2 separate regions of the Mus musculus genome follow, and region 2 is linked to region 1. A link is a contact called in public promoter capture Hi-C data. All regions are on one chromosome and are shown on one strand. Each heading gives the region's core, a stretch centred on a gene start, on an enhancer-like site or on the middle of the called end of the contact. The rest is flanking DNA. Distances are from core to core; before and after follow the strand shown. Region 1 holds the start of Abcc8 (ATP-binding cassette, sub-family C (CFTR/MRP), member 8). Region 2 holds the start of Saal1 (serum amyloid A-like 1).

The links. Promoter capture Hi-C pulls out the DNA fragments that hold promoters and counts their contacts.
Region 2: a contact with region 1 is called in a promoter capture Hi-C map of pre-B cells, with 3 times the contacts expected there. The contact joins the promoter of Saal1 here to the promoter of Abcc8 in region 1. A contact is called at or near these places in 2 of 39 promoter capture datasets (cranial neural crest and pre-B cells).

What each region holds. Positions count from the first base shown.
Region 1 is chr7:46,177,734-46,181,704 of GRCm38.p6, forward strand. It overlaps Abcc8 (ATP-binding cassette, sub-family C (CFTR/MRP), member 8), which reads right to left and starts at 2,300. Exons shown (of 39, transcript NM_011510.3): 1 at 2,069-2,300; 2 at 709-850. The coding sequence starts at 2,216.
Region 2 is chr7:46,708,106-46,712,122 of GRCm38.p6, forward strand. It overlaps Saal1 (serum amyloid A-like 1), which reads right to left and starts at 2,546. Exons shown (of 12, transcript NM_030233.1): 1 at 2,393-2,546; 2 at 759-872. The coding sequence starts at 2,527. Saa3 (serum amyloid A 3) reads right to left here. Exons shown (of 4, transcript NM_011315.3): 4 at 3,893-4,017.

The DNA of each region.
Region 1 (3,971 bases), core at 1,050-3,549:
AGTGCCGTAGTCTCTCCCCCTGCCCCACCCCACAGCAGAACACTTGTCACCCATCCAGGCTCAGCTCCAAAGCCCCCTCCACCATGGAACCTATCTGACACTGCTTTCTGATCTGCTCCTCCCAGATCATGTCTGTGTGGTAGGATTTGATTTATCGTCCTAGGAGTCAACGTTTGCAGAGCTTTTGTGGGCTGTGCACTGTGAATACAAAGAGGACAGGCATCCCAGACCTCACATTCTGACAGCTTTGCGAATGGAAACTTGGACACACTTTCCGGTCTGTAGGAGAGGTGAGGGAAGGGGTGAATGTGGGGGCAAGAGTGGGGCTAGAGGCAGGTGGGGCTGTATCGGGACAAAGATGAGGGCCCAGAGATCCTTGAATCTTGTAAATGAATGGGAACCAAGGAGAGGCCTTCAGTAAGAACAAGTGACAGGATTTACTGTCCCCTCACGCACTTCAGTCACTTTCAGAGAGACCGGGTATTGCCCACAGCAGCTGGGACACTCTGACAAGGCTCTCCAATGGTCTCACTGGGAACTGGTACAGAAATCTGCACCCCTTTATCCTCCAGACTGATGGTAGGCCCTGCGTCTCATATGTGCCTAAGGCCTGGCGCAGTTCACACCAGGTACTGGTTTACAGAAGGCCGATGAGCAGGCACAGGGAGGGTCTCCTGCAGCTTCCCCACTCCCCTGGAGCTCACTTACCCATCAGACAGGATACCCTCAGCGATCTCACACACCAGGACAAAGAGCAGCATGAAGGTAAGGATCCAGCGCAGGTTGTGGCCAGGGAAATGGAGCCAGGTGCTATGGTGAATGTGTACCTTGGAGCTCTGGCTGCCCCATCCTGTGGGGAGAGACGCAGAAGGCAGGACGCCCACCTGGAGGCCCAGCATGGTGATAAGGAGACCATGCAAATCCTCCTTCCCCAGGGATGAGCATATGAACTGGATATCCAGGCACAAAGCCTGAGCCTGCAGGCCGGTCCTAAGCAGGGACCACCACACTGACCTCTTGTGTGACTGTCTACCCATTCTGTTTCGTTTCTGCTAGACATATGGGCATGCACATCATTTACCTCTGTCAGTAACTAGCAGCTTCCTTCTGCAGCAGCTCTTTATTTATTTATTTATTTATTTATTTATTTATTTTTGAGACGGGGTCTTATGTTGCCCACACGAGCCTTGAACTTCCTATGTAACTGAAGATGACCTTAAACTCCCTGATCCTCCTGCCCCCACCTCCCAAGAACCGAGATTTCCAGGATAGCCCGGCTCAGCAACTTTTTACTAATTTAGTTCAATGGCCACCTCGGCCTTCTACCCTAAAGAGTTTTAAAGATTTGCTATTTCTCTTAATTAATGTAAATGAACAGTCAACACTCTTTGAACAGAGCTGATTGGCCTGAGAGATTCAAGGATGTGGAGAGGAAGGGACCAGACTGGGCGCCCAACTTTGTAGACCACTTTCAGGCAAGCGCGCTGGGAGTCGAAGGGGGTTCCTAAATCTGATCTGAGTTGACTCACACTGTCCTGAAGAAGTTACAAGAGAAGAACTGCCTTTGGGGGTGGCGGGATACCGGCACCCAAACTCTATCTCTTTGCAACGTGGAACGGACCCCGGGCCTGGGAAATGCTCTGCCCAAAGTCGGGAAGTTGGGCCACCGGAACAGCTCGCTGACCTCCACCACCAACCTCCCTGGCTGGAGTCTGAGCTCCCTCCCGAGTCTGTGACAGCACGGCCGGGGGGAAAGGATGGCCTGGCTCCCGCCGCAGCGTCACTCAGGGTGAGGCCGATTCCCTCGCGTGCAGAGCCCCATCCCGAGTCAGGCTCTGCGGTAGCAAAACTTGGGGATCCCTAAGGTCGCTAGCGCCCATCGTGTCTGGCGCGAGTTCAAGGATAGGGGAGGGTGCGAGGGGAAAAAAAAAGAGACGCACAGCAGGGGACCCAGGAAGACCAGCAAGCCGGTGGTGCGGGACTGCCGGGGCCGCGCGCCACCCCCACCCCGGCCACTCGTCCTTCCCCCACCCGTCCTCCCGCCCTCCGTCGCTGGGCGCGCGCTCACCGATGAAGAGGATGGGGAATGTGATGAAGAGCAGGAAGACATGTGGCACTACGTTGAGCGCGTCCACGAAGCAGCCGTTGTTGAGGACACCTTGGTCCACCCGGTAGGCGGCCGAGTGGTTCTCGGTGCCGCAGAAGGCCAAGGGCATGGTGGCGCGCGCACGGGCTCTGCTCTGGCTCCGCGCGCCTCCCGCGCCTCTGTTCCTCGCAGCACCCTGGGCTCCCGCACGGCCCGCCCCGCCCCGCCCCGGCCCGCCCCGCCCCCACCTGCCGCTGGGCCCCGCCCTTCCAGCTGCTCTTGTGGGGCGAGGGTGGGGTCTCACCCAATGCGCACGTGCGCTGGGTGCGCAGGCGAGGCGGTGTCTGAGTGGGAGTAGTAACCAAGATGATCCGGGTGAGCCCGGAGTGCGTGGATTTGGGATTCCCGAATGTTGATTCTCTGGAACTAGGCTCAGCTGGATGTAGATCAGAGGGGTCCCCATAGGAACAGAGTGGCACAAGCCCGTACCCGATTCGGTCCAAAGAAACTAAAGAACTTGAACTTAGGAGGGTGCGTGGGAATTTTCAAGTGTCTCTGGCGCGGGGTCGCAGAGTGACCTCACAGCCTGTCCCGATCTTTCCCCTAAAAGATTCAAGGTGTCCTTGCTAGCCAGTGGGAACCTGGCCTGAATCTAGCTCTCTTCCCTTGTGGTGATTAGGGTTTTTGTTTTGTTTTTGTTTGTTTGTTTAAAGATTGGTTTTCTCTCTCTCTCTCTCTCTCTCTCTCTCTCTCTCTCTCTCTCTCTCTGTGTGTGTGTGTGTGTGTGTGTGTGTGTGTGTGTAGGTACCAATAGAGGCCAGAAGAGGAACTTGGATCCCCTGGAGCTGGAATTATTGGTTGAGAGCTGCCTGGCATGGGCGTTACTGGGAACAGAACTTGGTCTCCTCAAGAGAGCCCATGGGAATACTCTTAACCACGGGGACTTCTCCCCAGTGCCTGATAGTTTTTAATTGTCCACTTGCCACAACCTAGAATCAATTAAGAGCCTCAGTTGAGGAATTGCCTAAATCAGGCTGGCCCGTGGGTATGTCTGTGGCTAACTGTCTTGATTATTAATTACTGTGGGAGGACCCAGCCCACTGTGGGCAACACTATTTCATGAACAGGGCCCTGGACTGTGTAAGAGTGGAGAGAGCTAGGTGAGCAGTAGGAGAGCAAGCAAGGACCAGAGAGCAAGTAAGGGAGAACCAGAGAGCAAGCAAGGGAGGACCAGGGAGCAAGCAAGGGAGGACCAGGAAGCAAGCAAGGGAGGACCAGGGAGCAAGCAAGGGAGGACTACAGAGCAAGCAAGGGAGGACCAGAGAGCAAGCAAGGGAGGACCAGAGAGCAAGCAAGGGAGGATCAGAGAGCAAGCAAGGGAGGATCAGAGAGCAAGCAAGGGAGGATCAGAGAGCAAGCAAGGGAGGGTCAGAGAGCAAGCAAGGGAGGACCAGAGAGCAAGCAAGGGAGGACCAGAGAGCAAGCAAGGGAGGATCAGAGACCAAGCTTATCCTTTCTGGTTTTGCCTGTGGATGTGATACTATAAGCACATGCATGTATCCACTCCCACTGCTGTGGACTCTAGCATTCCTTTTTTCTTATATCATCATAATTATCATCTTCCTCCTCCTCCTCCTCCTCCTCCTCCTCCTCCTCCTCCTCCTCTCCCTCCTTTTTCTCCTGCTCCTCATTGATGGAATCTTGCTATGTAGCCCTGAATTCACTGTGTGGCCCACATTAGCCTCAAATTCAACCTTCCTGCCCTAGGCTGGAGTTTTCTTTTATTTTAGGTTTTTCTCTACATTTCTGCATTATTCTTTGTGCAGTTACATGCTCAGCCACGTTGTCATGGATGCACAACCTTTCAGGCAACTGAGGACTGCAT
Region 2 (4,017 bases), core at 1,296-3,795, 530 kb after region 1:
TCAGTAGCTCAGTATGAAATCATACTGCCTAGTGATGTCATAGCTGTCTTTTTTTTAATTAGATATTTTCTTTATTTATATTTCAAATGCTATCCCGAAAGTTCCCTATACCCTCCCACCCCCCACCCCCCGCCCTGCTCCCCTACCCACCACTCCCACTTCTTGGCCCTGGCATTCCCCTGTACTGGGGCATATAAAGTTTACAATACCAAGGGGTCTCTCTCGACTAGGCCATCCTCTGCTACATATGCAGCTAGAGACACGAGCTCTGGGGGTACTGGTTAGTTCATATTGTTGTTCCACCTATAGGGTTGCAGACCCCTTCAGCTCCTTGGGTGCTTTCTCTAGCTTCTCCATTGGGGGCCCTGTGGTCATAGCTGTCTTAGTTCACATCTATGTTAAATATACTATGATGTCCATAGGATGGAACTGTATATATGTTTAAAGTAATAGCTCCTGAGACTTCATACTCTGAACCACAAACTGGAGAGACTGCAATCACTGAATAGGCCTTTCCGCCAACAGTGGAGGAATGATCCTTTCTACTTATTTACTTATTTTATGTATATGAGTGTTCTATCTGCATGTATACCTCAAATCCCAGTAGAGATGGCTATGGGCCACCACGTGGTTGCTGGGGATTGAACTCAGGACCTCTGGGAGGGCAGATAGTCCTCCTAACCATGGAGCCATCTTTCCAGCCCCTTCATCACCTCCCCACTCTGAGTCTGTTCGGAATCTCACTTCCATCCGCATACCTCGTCCATGGACATATCCCAGACTCTGCAAATCTCATTCTCCATTTCTTCAGCAAGATCTGCCTGTTCTTCCTCATCAGCTGAGCCAGATGTGCCACTTTCAGGTGTGACAATCTTCAGAGACATAAAGGAAAAAAAAATCAGTTAAAATACTCATAGGTCTTCACTTAGATTAGATATTATCACTTAGAAGTCTCAATCTCTCAAAAGTATCTCCTCAGACAAAACAGTTTCTAAAACCTAAAGCCTTGTGACCAAGCCAACTCAGTCAGTCAACAGGTTCTCCAGGGCAGGAGTGAGGATTAAAAAGAAAAAAGACAGACAACATTGTAAGCATGACCCCCAGGCAGTTCTGAGGCTGCGGCAGGTTTATTTTTTCCCAATCTGCTTTTATATCCATTTTAATTACATGCAAATAATAAGGACAAGCGGCACAATAAACACAAATAGTCAAGGAACAAGCAAGGCAATAAACAAAGTCCCTCGATCACCCCTTTGATCACTGTTTCTAGGGGCTTATCAGGATGGCCAAGATATCTGAGCCTACTTCCCGGCCCCAGCCCAAAGTTATACTCATGCCTTCTTTGTTCTAGCCTAAAATTAGATTCCTGCCAGAACCAACTTCCTTGTCATGGCCCAGTATCAAATTCCTGCCAAGGGGTTCCAAAAGCTTTCCACAGTCTTAGATAGATCTACACATTAAACACTCTTCAAGTAAATACGGTCTGTGGGCACTGCAGCAGACAAATGAAAACAACAATATAACCCTTTTGGTTCCAAACGGTTTAGGATTAATGTAGGAAAGGCATGTAACCAGGCAATCACAACAGAAAGAGGCTGACTGTGCTGAACTGGTGAAAGAACTATGGGAGAAAAAATTAGGGACCAATGACCTACTCCTGGGAGAAGACACACATTTCTCTTAAAAGAAGAAATCTAAATCTATGGGAAGGTTAGGACTGTCCTGGGGAAATGAGGCAAGCATTCGGAGGTGACTACAAGTGCTCAGAAAGTATAAGACATGCTTGGAGATGGCCAACTGTCTACTGGTGATGGAACACAATGTACCGTAAAATGGCTGAAGAAGACACAACCAACCTTGGATCCCCAGTTAGGAAATAGAAAGTGTTCTCCTATGAGCAACAAGAACAACCTTTAAAAATAATAAAAAGGAAGGGTTTTTTTTTTTTTTTGGCAATGTAGAAAATGGCTTAGAGAAAACAGAAATTGGCGGTATGGACAGCAATGGGCAGAAAAACATCTATTGGCAGCCTCATTATAATCTCAACCTATACAAAATCTTGTTTACGATAATACTGATTATCTTGTTTTAATAGAAACTATGAAAGAAATGGAGGATCTGGGTTAAGGAGTCCCGTTTCCAGCATGGGATAAGCTCGCGTCTCGGAGATCAGGGTTGTCTGACTCCAAACTATGTATTCCACTAGAACAAGAGCCGACAAAACACGAATGGTAGGGTCTCGACTTCGTACGTGACAGTGGGGTTAGGAAGTAGAAGCCCAGTAAAGTACGTGCGCGGTGTGGTTCTGGCAAGTTAGTCCATCGGCACCCGCGAGCCTCCAGCATCCCGTCCACTCCCTGGGCACGGAGGGCGCCTGCGCGAGTCTCCGCACCTGGATGAGCCCGCTGAGGACGCCGAAGAGCCAGTGCTTGCTGTAGACCGTGCTCCCGATGCGGTCTCCCCCACCCAGGTCCTCTTCATCCTCCGAACCACAGGTAGGCGGCGGAGGAGACGGGTTTCGATCCATGCCGATGCGCGCCAACAGTACCGGAAGCCGCGGAGGAGGCGAGAGGACGCGCCAGAGAGCCCAAGGCACACGGCTCAGCTCCCACACAGCGCCCCCTGCCGTCAGGCTCCCGCGAGGTCCGGGAACCTGTAGGATCCATGGGGTCTTCTTCTCCACCCAGAGCTAGGAGTGAGCACAGAACACACACACACACACACACACACACACACACACACACACACACAGTAACTGCCATGTCCAGATATGTTAGCTATTCATTAGTGCTGATTTAAACCTTACATCAACTTCAATTTTAGCACGCACTTGTGGAGTTTTAATCTTTCTTTGATTTGATTCTTTGTTTGAGTCAGGGTCAAGCTATGTAGTCCAGGCCTGCTACTCGCCATCTTATGCCTCCACTTCCAGCAGCTAGAACTATAGGCAGGTGCCACGGTGCCCAGAAACTCTTGTTTGGTTGGTTTTTGTTTTTAATTCTTTTATCTGAGATTCATCCTAGTACACTGAAGTGTGCATACATGCTCTGCAAACTTACTTTTCTCTTAAAATCTCAGGTGCAGGAAGTTGAGTTAGCTGTGTCTCGTGTTTATGGAATCTTCTGAGTTATCACCCACTCAAGCGTCCCTGCTCCTTCTCTCACAGACTCACTTTTTATAACCAGAAAGTAGCTTTATTCATTTTTATTTTCTCTCCCCCCCCCATACCCCTTTCTGTTGACCTTGAATGAAAACACAGCTCAGTTCATGCTTCTCTAGTTACTCATAGGTAATCAACAGTCTTGTGTGATTTTCAACTATAACCTTAAAGACTTAGTTTAGTTAACCATGATGACTGCAAACCACCCAGCTTGGTGTTAAAGCCTTTCTACCCCAGGGGAAATGATTGCAGAATATGTCTTTTTTTTTCTGCAATTATTTTTTACAAAATGGGAGTGGCTGGCCCTTTTGAAGGGCTGAGATTATCTGCAGAGAGGCATCTAGAGTTGATGCTTTCTCAGTGGGAAGTGATTTTGCCATCAGCCTTTGTAAGTCGTATTTTACAGTGAGTCAGAACTTACTGATTTTTCTCTCGGGGAGGGCACAGGGGACTGAAAGCTGGGGCCTCACCTGTGCTTGGCAGTCATGCTTAGCACTGGGCCATAGCCCAGAATGCATTGGTTTTTATCTAGTTTTCAACTTCATAACTGAAACCATACACAGCGCTTTCTTGCTATCTCGTGTCATATTCCAATTCCATCTCTTCTTGTCTCTTTCTTTAAAAGAAAAGAAAAAGAAAAGAAAAGCAAGTGATGTCCCCTGCTAACCCACAGGCCCTCAACCCTCAGTGTGACTGCCCTGTGCTCTCAAAACAACAGTGACAGCGACAAAGTGCATTTCACAAGTATTTATTCAGCACATTGGGATGTTTAGGGATCCAGATTTTAGAAAATATCTCAACCCAGTAGTTGCTCCTCTTCTCGGGGGGCAGCATGACTGGGAACAACAGGAAGAGAA